2 separate regions of the Hordeum vulgare genome follow, and region 1 is linked to region 2. A link is a contact called in public Hi-C data. All regions are on one chromosome and are shown on one strand. The core of a region is the stretch at or near the end of the contact, and the rest is flanking DNA. Distances in the headings are between cores, read along the strand shown. Region 1 holds the start of LOC123410152. Region 2 overlaps LOC123412491 (ubiquitin-like-specific protease 1D).

What was found. A called contact is a pair of places that touch in the nucleus more often than the background predicts.
Region 1: a Hi-C map of leaf shows a contact between it and region 2, with 2.3 times the contacts expected there. The contact joins the promoter of LOC123410152 here to the enhancer-like site in region 2. A contact is called at or near these places in 2 of 6 Hi-C or Micro-C datasets (leaf and seedling).

The regions. Positions count from the first base shown.
Region 1 is chr7H:153,321,660-153,327,367 of MorexV3_pseudomolecules_assembly, forward strand. It overlaps LOC123410152, which reads right to left and starts at 4,090. Exons shown (of 3, transcript XM_045103048.1): 1 at 3,900-4,090. The coding sequence starts at 4,052.
Region 2 is chr7H:152,976,401-152,981,893 of MorexV3_pseudomolecules_assembly, forward strand. It overlaps LOC123412491 (ubiquitin-like-specific protease 1D), which reads left to right. Exons shown (of 14, transcript XM_045105437.1): 11 at 1-68; 12 at 463-577; 13 at 1,862-1,969; 14 at 2,087-3,067. The coding sequence ends at 2,773. Among protein-coding and RNA genes, the nearest start is that of LOC123412492, 20 kb to the left of the region's middle. Within about 2 kb of position 3,616, at least 2 of the 3 cell types and tissues checked have open chromatin away from gene starts, as enhancers often do. A contact at or near this core is called in leaf, where this site is marked.

The DNA.
Region 1 (5,708 bases), core at 2,840-5,339, 350 kb after region 2:
ACGAGGAAGCCCGTGGTAGGGGCAAGAGACAAAGGACTGCAAAGACCTTTGGTGATGATTTCTTCGTATACCTCGTGGATGATAATCCCACTTCTATTTCAGAAGCGTATGCTTCTCCAGATGCTGATTACTGGAAAGCTGCTGTCCGTAGCGAGATGGACTCCATCATGGCTAACGGGACATGGGAAATCACTGATCGTCCCTATGGTTGCAAACCATTGGGATGCAAGTGGGTGTTCAAAAAGAAGCTTAGGCCCGACGGTACGATTGAAAAGTACAAGGCTAGGCTTGTGGCCAAGGGCTATGCCCAGAAAGAAGAGGAAGATTTCTTCGATACTTATTCACCTGTGGCTAGACTGACCACCATTAGAGTACTTCTCTCATTGGCGGCCTCTCATGGTCTTCTCGTTCATCAAATGGACGTTAAGACGGCTTTCCTGAATGGAGAGCTAAATGAGGAAATCTATATGCAACAGCCAGATGGCTTTGTGATAGAAGGTCAGGAAGGAAAGGTGTGTAAGTTGCTGAAATCTTTATATGGTCTGAGACAAGCACCTAAGCAATGGCATGAGAAGTTTAATACAACTCTGACATCTGTTGGCTTCGTTGTTAATGAAGCTGACAAATGTGTATACTATCGCCATGGTGGGGGCGAAGGAGTTATATTGTGCTTGTATGTTGATGACATACTGATATTTGGAACCAACCTCAAAGTAATTGAGGAGGTTAAGTCTTTTCTGTCTCAAAACTTTGAAATGAAGGACCTTGGGGTGGCTGATGTTATCTTGAACATCAAGCTGTTGAGAGATGATGAGGGTGGGATTACACTTCTGCAATCCCACTATGTTGACAAGATTTTGAGTCGCTTTGGATATTCAGACTGCAACATTTGTCAAACACCATATGATCCTAGTGTGCTTATTCGAAAGTTTAAAGGCACAGCTATAGATCAATTGAGATTCTCTCAAATTATCGGTTCACTTATGTACCTAGCTAGCGCAACGAGGCCTGACATCGCGTTTGCTGTGAGCAAACTTAGCCGGTTTGTTGCAAACCCGGGCGATGTTCATTGGCGTGCTGTTGAAAGAATTATGCGCTACTTGAAAGGTACTGTCAACCACGGGCTTCACTATACGGGATTCCCATCAGTACTTGAAGGGTATAGTGATGCGAATTGGATCTCTGATGCTGATGAGATGAAGGCCACTACTGGGTATATGTTTACTCTTGGGGGTGGTGCTGTTTCCTGGAAGTCTTGCAAGCAAACGATCTTAACAAGATCGACAATGGAAGCAGAATTAACAGCATTAGACACATCTGGTGTCGAAGCAGAATTTCTTCGAGATCTTTTGATGGACTTACCTGTGGTTGAGAAGCCGGTTCCGGCTATCCTTATGAACTGCGATAATCAGACGGTTATTGTTAAAGTGAAGAGTTCAAAGGACAATATGAAGTCCAACAAACATATAAGAATGAGATTGAAGTCTGTCAGACGTTTGAGAAACTCCGGAGTGATAGCGTTGGATTATATCCAAACGGCTAAGAATCTGGCAGATCCCTTTACTAAAGGGCTATCACGTGTTGTGATAGATAGTGCATCGAGGGAGATGGGTGTGAGACCCACATGAGTTGCCATGGTAGTAACCTAACCTATATGATCGGAGATCCCGTGAAGTAGGACCTGGGAAAACAAGCCAGTGGTGAACTGAGGAGAGTAACTTTACTAACCCACTCCGTTGGAGATGCAATACTCTCGGATACTGTATGGTAGGATGACTACTGTCTTAATGTGTTCTAAAGCTTATATGTAAGCAAGATGCTGTCCTACAGAGCGATCTTTGGAGGAACACACCTATATGAGCTTGACTGCTGGTCACAGTCTATGAGATTTGGGTGATCTCTAGTAAACTCATGAATAGGCCAGGAGTGTGACTAATATGCTCCACCCGAGGGGTCACCTTCGGCAGCCTAGTACTAGTAAGATTTGTGGTGAAGCTCCTTTACGCCAAACTGACAATTCAAGGCATAGTCCATTGTTCAGTTGTGAAGGGGTGTAGCTACTTGTTCTAGGTGAAGCTCAACCTTAACAGGTCTTCACTGAAATGCTGGTATATTAAAACAGTGATTGGAACGAGGGAACACGATGTGCCCTTGAGATCTGGTGGGGGATTGTTGAAATTTGGAGGTGGGCCTTAGGCCCACTAGAGAATTTCAGAAAATCTACAAGGGCCCATGTAGGTGGTGGCATGGCAAGGTGGTGGGAGTTTAGTCCCACCCCGCTAGTGGAGGAGAGTTTGGACCCCTTTATAAGGGTCTCTCTTCCACATGCTATTGGAGAGTGAGAAGAGAAGGTGCCCTCGCGCACTCCTCCTCCGCCGCCCGCCTCGTCACGACGCGACGCGACGCGACGCGGGTTGCGGGAATGAGCCGAGCCGAGCTCATACCTACGCGCTTATTTTTGCTGGTCAGGAACGGAGAATACGGCACGCGATCGCCTACCCTAGCCGTCACGAAATCAGATCACATCTGCCTCACGCGTTCGTTCCTTGAACTGCTGCTGCCGCCGGCGACTCCGTCCCGTTTACCGCGTACACGGTCAACAGGAGAGCAGGCCTCCGAAACCTCGCCTCTCCGGTTCCTGTACGGGAGAGGGGCGATTAGGTTTTTGGGGAGCGATCACGCGACTGCTCGCCTCCGTCCGTCTGCTTCGTCTACGTCCGCGTCGCCCTCGTCATCGCCATGTCTTCACCAAGCGAAGCTGATCGTCTCCGCGAGGAAGCCGAGAAGAAGACGGCAGAGGATACTGCCTCCGCCGCCGCTGCTGCTGCTACGGCCAACTGGCCGATTGGAGGGTATGACTCGTTTATCCTCTTGTTCGTATTTATTCTAGCAGTACTACTTGTTTGCATAGATGTATCCACTATATGCGTAGTATGTGCTAGGTTAGCTCAAGATCAGTATGTCATTAGTCTAGTCAATGCCATGCTAGTTATTATTTTGTGGATTAATCTACTCGGAAAATTGCCTATTTACTCAACAGATATGTACTCCCTCCATCTGAAATTACTTATCACAAAAATATATACAAATGAATGTATCTGGAATTAAAATATATCTAGATACATCCATTCCTTTAACAAGTATTATCGGATGAACGGAGTATCATTTAGTAGGCTTCTTTTGTTGTGCCCCCAGCTAGTACTATCTCATTTATTTTCATCTGAACCTTGTTGTTTATTTGAACGTCCGGTTTCAGTTGTGGTTGTATCGTGGTTGACTTTATTTATGAAGCGGGGCAAGATGCCTTTTTCTGTAGATACTTCTCGAGATCAATAGTTTATTAGGTCACACTCGGACGTTAGTCCTCTACTTACTTCTTTTCTCTTATGTTATGAGCTTATTTGTTTCTTATATAGTACGTGTATGTCAATCAATAAAAGCAGCCGATAGTTGTATGCACTTTGTAACAATACATTTGAAGTCATGAAACATGCTATGATGTCGCTTGGCATCACAGCTTGTGGGTAGAGCCGCCACTGATACACCGAGATCGAAGATAAGCTTTTTAGCTGATAAATCAGTAGAGGGATTGAACTGGAGAAAGCTATTTGTTAATCGTGAGTTTATATTAAAGAAAACGAGATTAATTTCTGCCGGGACAAAACACAGCATATCTGACGAGCACAATAGTTAGATCATCGAACTGAGCGGCAACATCATGTTTTGGAAGAAAATAAAGTAATGGACAGCTTAGAAATACCCAAAGATACATCAACAAATAGGTTGCGATTGCATTCCCGGATAACTTTTCAGCGGATTATGAACCCAAATTTTATTCTCGCACGCTCAACTACGGATTTGCAAAAAACTTATGAAGTATTATAGTATCTTTTACGTACCTGTGAGGCGTCCAGCTGATAGTCTTGGGGAAGCAGAGACGTGAGCTTGGAGCACAGATCTTCCACCTCCGTGCTCCCACTCGCCTTCCTCCCCGCATCGTTCCTGCCGAACGCCATGTTCGTCGCCCCTCCGTCTCCTCCCCTTCTCTTCATGCTCGTGAAGCCAACTAGACTTCCCTTCTTGAAAGACCCAGACCTCTCTTCTTATAGACCCATCGATTTGGCGTATGCACATGCATGAAACATGACAGTGGGGCTACCGACCACTTGTGCAACTAGCCAGGCCGCTAAGGTTGCATGGACTATGTGATTTGGTGCTTGTGGCCACCTGTGCAATTGAATTTACACGGATAGGGACGTAGAATGTTTGTCATGTATCTAAGTTTTACTTTTCACGGCCACTGTATAGTTGCCTTCCCCATTTTCCATTGTCCAAGGTTTTTAGGCTGACAAGTTTTTTTTTTTTTTTTTTTGAAAAGGAGGATGACACCTGTCTCTGCATCTGGACGATACATGCAGTTAATTTATTAATTATTCGTAAAGACCTTATAAAATAATACATCAGTATGCATGTCTGACATCTTTGCAACATTTGTCGCTAATTCTAACCACTTGATGAAGGGGTGCCGAATGTTCGAGGCGAATACCAAGCAAGACCTCGCAGGAACGGCTAACATCTAAAACCGAAGGTCCAACCAAGCTTCTTGTCGAGTCTGGGGTACACACAGGTCTGGCGCACTCTGAGAAGCCGCCGCTGCCGTCTTCCACCGATCCATTTTTAGAGCAGGCACTCACGCATTGACCTTGCCAGGTCTTCCGTTGAAGCCACCACGGTGCCAGACAACGTCACCTCCCTCCGCATGTCCATCATCATACAACCGTCGTCGATACCCTCCTGCATCACATTGCCGAGACTCCACATCATCAATGTGTGACATGAGACGCCGATCCACCATTAAAACCGTCCACCGATCCCTCGACCCAATGCACACACCAAGGAGGAAACGACACAAGAGCGCCGCCATCATTTGATCAAGGGTTATCCCCTGGAGGCAGGTGTAGGAGTTGGGAGCTTCACCTCGATGACGCCTTTACGAAGGAAACAATGTAAAGGGCGTCACCATCACCGGTGGGTTTTCACCCGGATCCATTGCAAGAACATCCCACTCACAACCTGTGCATCTGCAAGACCACCTTCAAAGCCCCAGAGTTGGCCGTCCAGATCCAGCGATCGTCCACAATCGCACTGCCACCATAGTGTATCCTGATGCTCCGGCCACTGCCGAAGGGCGCCACAACTAGAACATGGAGAGAGGGCTGCCACCCCATCGCGCCATGTCGGAAGAGACATTAGGATGAATCCCAAGCACACTCTTCACCGTCCCTGTACCGAACAGGATCTGGGGTCGAACGTCAGACCCGCCGGAGCAGCTCCGTCTTGGACATGGGTACACCCATGCTATGCAGCCGAGGATGATCTGGGCCTCACTGTCCGCCACCGCCCGGGGCCGCCACCAGGGCCGGCCCAAGGGAGGGACGAGCGGGGCGGCCGTCCCGGGCCCCCCAAAAGTTAGGGGGGCCTCCCAGGTATATACTTAGGCATACAGGTCTTCAGCGGCAACACTCGAGCGAATTTATTTTTGAAGCCAATCTCAGCGGCAGCGCTCCTGCTAAGTCTAAGAAGTAAAACTGTAAAAGTAGATACAATGGGTGTGGCCATGTTTGCAAGCACTTGGAGACTGTTGGGTAGGAAAGGAATCGTTCGATTCACTAATCATGATTTCCTACCCCTCAAAAAAAAACAAATCA
Region 2 (5,493 bases), core at 2,366-4,865:
CCCATTATACTTCATTTGGATTCACTGAAGTTCCATAGCAGCAGATTGATTTTCAGTGTTGTTGAGAGGTAAGTAAGCAGTCTCAAAAGTCAAAAGAGTTGATGAGTTGTACTGCTTTGTTTTGGCATTAGGCTTTTATTTGTGCAACATAACGACACAAATGGGATACAGCTACTTTGTTTCCTCTATTCTTTTCATACAACAGACCCGAAGTGGTCGGACCCTTCTCCATACCCTGCGTAAGCAGGAGCTACATGCACCGGGCTGCCCTTTTTATTAAAGTATCATTTATTTCATACATTTTTGCATTAGAAGTATATCTTCTGGAAAGTAGACACTATTATTTTGGCATGCCATTACTTTTCTTGTCTAGGGTGTCAAAATTTCGTGATATCCTCACCTTCTCAGTTTTCTGCTGTATTATTTTCATTGTATTCTAAAATTATGTATGTTCATTTGTAGATTCTTAAAACAAGAATGGAATTACTTGAAGGAAAATGGTTCTTTAGCAGAATGTCCTATACGAGAAACGGTGTGGAAGAGCCTTCCTCGTAAAATTGAGAAGAAATCAATTGCGGTAACTTAAGATCTTTTTATGAAATGCGTGTACTGAGATGTGTGCTTTGAGGTTAGCTTTAGCTGATAGAATGTACCTATTATAGCATCCAACAGTTTGTGCATTGCTGTGTCCATTTCAAATCTGAATAACAAAACCATTATTAGATTCAGTCACTCAGGAAAATAGCATCGGACCACCTGTGATTTTCATTTGCGTATTGACAACCTCTTGGAATTTTTGTTACTGTTCATACTAGTGAGTAATTTTTTAATAGCATGTATTGTGGCCGAGAAGGTATTATTTGGTGCCCAGGCTTAGCTGCATCCGCGATAAACAGAACAAAAAAAAAATAATAGAAAAATTCAAAAATATCCGTTTCTTTTTGCATGGAAGATAATTTGGTGCTTGAGGTGCGCTCCAAATTTCAGATCATTTGGACATTTGAGTAGCTCTCGGCAAAAAAGACAAACTTGGGGTCTGTGAAAAAGTTTACTGTTCATGTCTTGTTTTGACCCAATTTGTCTTTTTTTTTTGCTGAGAGCTACTCATATGTCCAAATGATCTGAAATTTGGAGCGCACCTCACGCACCAAGTTATCTTCCATGCAAAAAAAAAGAACCCTGTACATTTTTGAACTTTTTAAGTTTTTTTTGTGAATTTTCTCTCCACCGGGTGCAGATGAGATTGGGCTCAGAAATGGATACAACAACAACAACAACAACAAAGTCTTTAGTCCCAAACAAGTTGGTGTAGGCTAGAGGTGAAACCCATAAGATCTTGCGATCAACTCATGGTTCTCGGCTCAGAAATAGATATTTGAATAAAAGCATGCTGTAGAATTTATCTCTAGCAATTAATATTTGCATGCCTCTATAATTATGGGGTGATTAATATTCATAAGAAAACATGTGACTAATAGATGACATCTAGATACAATGAAGAAAAGCATCATAGGCATGAAAATATCATCTCTCTTTAGATAAAAGAAGGCACACTCTTTCTTTCATTTTTCTCTCTTCCAACTCAGCATGCTGACATCATCCCATTGTGCGTGGCCTAAGACAACAGGTGTGATGTTGCATCAAGTTACAAGTACAGGCTGTAAATTGCTAAATGCATGCATGCAGTGATTTATGAGTTCAGGATATTGTCAAAATGAAATTTTGGGTGGGCATCCAGATTTCTTATAAGTGAATGCCCATTGTTGCTTACATATGCTGTTATAACATGTGCACTATAGATGGTGTATTTGTCTCTCCATGCTGTGATCTTATAGCTCTTACTCTCTTCATTTTTTTCCAGGTTCCGCAGCAGGAAAATGAATTTGACTGTGGCCTCTTTGTTCTGTACTATATGCAACGGTTCATTGAGGAGGCACCTGAAAGGCTTCGCAAGAAAAACCTTTCTATGGTGAGCCACTATCTGTTAGTGTGTTGACCACTTTACGTTATGTGTTTTTGACTGTAGAATACTGAACTGCACGCAGATGTTTCTTGCTCATTTCTTCTCTATTTTTTTTTCTGTTAGTTTGGCAAAACATGGTTTCAACCTGAAGAGGCTTCTGCATTACGAAAGAAAATGAAGACCCTGCTTCATCAGTTGTTTGAGGAAGCGAATCCCAGTAACAACAGTACATCGGAGCAGACAGCGTGTCAGTTGCTTTTGGAAGCTAAATCTGCAAACAATGTAATGGAGCCGGCAACGTCAGAACACCCTTTGGAAGTCGGTTCAGGTTCAGCTGAGGTGGCACCAACGTCTGAACGCCCTTTGGAAGTCGGTTCTGCTGAGATGACACCAACGTCTGAACACCCTTTGGAAGTCAGTTCTGCTGAGATGTCACCAACGCAAGAACATCCTTTGGTGGGCAGTTCGGCTGAGATGACACCAGTGCAAGAACATCCTTCGGTGGGCAGTTCGTCTGAGATGACACCAGTGCAAGAACATCCTTTGGTGGGCAGTTCGGCTGAGATGGAACCAGTGCAAGAACATCCTTTGGTGGGCTGTTCTGGTGAGATGGCACCAGCGCAAGAACATCCTTTGGTGGGCAGTTCGGCTGAGATGGAAACAACGCAGGAACATCCTTTGGCGGGCAGTTTGGCTGAGATGGAACCAACACAAGAACATCATATGGTCGGCAGTTCGGCCGCGCAGAAACCTTTGGAAGGCACTTCGAACCGACCAACAAGTTTTGAGCACCCTTTGGAATGCAGCTGATTGATGTTACCACCTTTGGAGCGACTTACGTTGCCCGTAGAAACCGGCTCGGAATTGTGTATTATAACCGGGAAGGTGTTGTAGCCTGCATCTGTAGGCAACTTTGAGGAAGGGGTGGTGTTGCATAGCTGAACGTTACAGTTAATGTATCCACGGGAGCTTCCGTGTATATAAAATATCAGTAGGAAAACTGGTGGGTGTATGACGATATGAGTCGCTCAGGGTCGGCTTAATTTGTTGTTTAGTTTTTTTAGCCAGGCTGGGAGAGCACAATCTAAGGCTCTGATTAGACCATGTTTTTCAAGCCAGTTGGCGAGTTGCCATGTTCCGTGTTCTTTAGTTCTGCAAACACTTATGGATTTTACGTGTTGTGCCAAAGGGCGCAAGCAGGTGTGGAGATGAGCAGGTTTGTAGATTATAAGTACCAGATCTCGCCCTGAAGCGTTAAGAGTTGATCTACACGGTTGTTTAGTTACACAACAACACATTCGCCTACTTGCGACTTAGGCCTCCTCGTCCTTCCTCAACCAGTTCGATCGGACATGACCAGGAACGCGCCGGCAATTTGCGGCTGCCCAGCCATCCGTGTGCCGACTGATACGGCGAGATAAGTCGAGGTTAACTGGATTTGGGGATTTTAATCAGTGGACACACGCACACAAATTTGTGGTTTGTAATCTGCAGGGATATAGAAAAGCGAGGACGTTTTGAGCAGCTTCATTCATGAAAAACGAGCGTGCCTTCAACGTCGCAGCAAAGAAGGGGACTCCAGCCTGAAGACCATGGCGTTTCAGTCTGCCGGAGCCCACAACCAAGCATAGGGGTAGGAGGAGATCGGATCCCCCTGCCGGAGCCCACAACATAGGGGGAACCACTTCCTCGGGACGTCGTTAAGGAGCACAGTAGAGTGAGAGGACCGGAGATTTTTATCCATCCAGTCACACCACAGCGTGGGAAACCACCGCGCGAGCATGATCGTCCACATACTCGCCGAGTTGATGCAGTCAAAGGCTTTGTCGAAGTTACACTTGAAGACAAGCGTGGGGGCAGCCCGCTTAAAACATCACTACACCATTTTCGAGGCGTGGACGAAATTTTCACCAATGCTGTGCGCGGGGATAAACCTGGACTGGTCCTCGTCGATGGTCTCACAGATCTGCAGCTGCAGCCGCGAGGTGAGCCTGCGCCAGAGAGTCTTGATATCCGTGTTTTGGAGAGAGACAGGTGGAAGGAGGTGGATGTCGCCTAGAGGGGGGGGGGGGGGGTGAATAGGCGCTTTAAAATAATTACGGTTTAGACTTGAACAAAAGCGGAATAAAACTAACATTTAATTTGTCAAGCACAAAACCTAAAACAACCAGGTTCACCTATGTGCACCAACAACTTATGCTAAGCAAGATAAACAATTAGGTTATAGGAAGATATACAACAAGAAATAATATGGCTATCACAAAGTAAAGTGCATAACTAAAGAGCTCGGTGAGAGATGTTAGAGTTATAATATAAGTCATGTACCCTTTTGTATTTAACCAAATATATAAGGGGTTTCCTGCATATAGTCCACCATCCGTACATGTATATATACCGGTTTATGGCCTCATGGGAATACAAGTTGCTTTCCTAACACACGTGAGAGGGGGTGTTACAGTATATGTGGATTGCACCAGTCCATTCCATCGGTTCGGACTTTTGGTTGCGTTGGCTAGTGCATGAAGCTTAACATGGTATTAGAGCCTAGGTTTTCTTAGCACGCGCAACTCGTGCTCCTCCCGATCTAATTCCCAGCCGCCGTCGCTCCTGTCTCCGTCGAAGACTCGTGGCTGTCTCTTCTCCGAATCCCGCTCCAACTGCGTCTCGTCATGGTGACAGAAGGACCCCCTCTTCTACCGCTGGAGGGAGCCCCGTCCCAGCCTCGATCTCGTCCAGAACCGACTCTGCTCTCGCGGCGGTTCCAGGTCTTCAGGCACCAATCCGCTCCCTGGATCTCGCCCAACCTCGATCCGACTCTGCTCTCGCGGTGGTTCCAGGTCTTCAGGCGCCAATCTCGCTCCTCCCCGGCGCCATGCAACGCGCCGCCAGGATCCGCGCCGCGCCGTGCCGTGATGTCCGAGGGACGCGCCACCAGTCCGCCCCGACCTACCGCCTGGATCGGATCTCTCGGCCACCACGGGACCAGCCGCCCCGACCTACCGCCTGGATCGGATCTCTCGGTTCCCACTGCCCCGGCCGACGCGGTTTTTGCCCTCGAGAACGATTCCAGATCGGCTCGATCCCGTTGACTGATTTCCTTTCCTAAAAAAATAAAAAAAAATGTCCACTGCATCTGGCTATGTTGCTGTCCCTCGCTGTTCGGTGATCTTTGATGGTACTAACTACGCCGAGTTCACTGGCTTCATGCGCATTCACATGCGTGGCATCCGTTTCTAGGGAGTTCTCTTTGGCGAGGTCTGTTGTCCGCCACGTACGGTTCCTCCTGTGGCTCCCACTCCTCCGACTCCACCGGTTCTTCCCGCGGATGCTCCTCAGGCTGCGAAGGACGCGGCTAAGGTTGCTAATGAGGCTGCTATTCGTGCTTATGATGAGAATGTTTTGACTTATGAGGTGGCTCTTCAGGTGTATCATGGTGCTTTGTCTGTTTACACCGAGTGGCTTGATGATGATGACCGTTCTGCAGCTGTTCTCACTGCCAGTGTTTTGCCTCAGTTTGCCTCTGAGTTTCT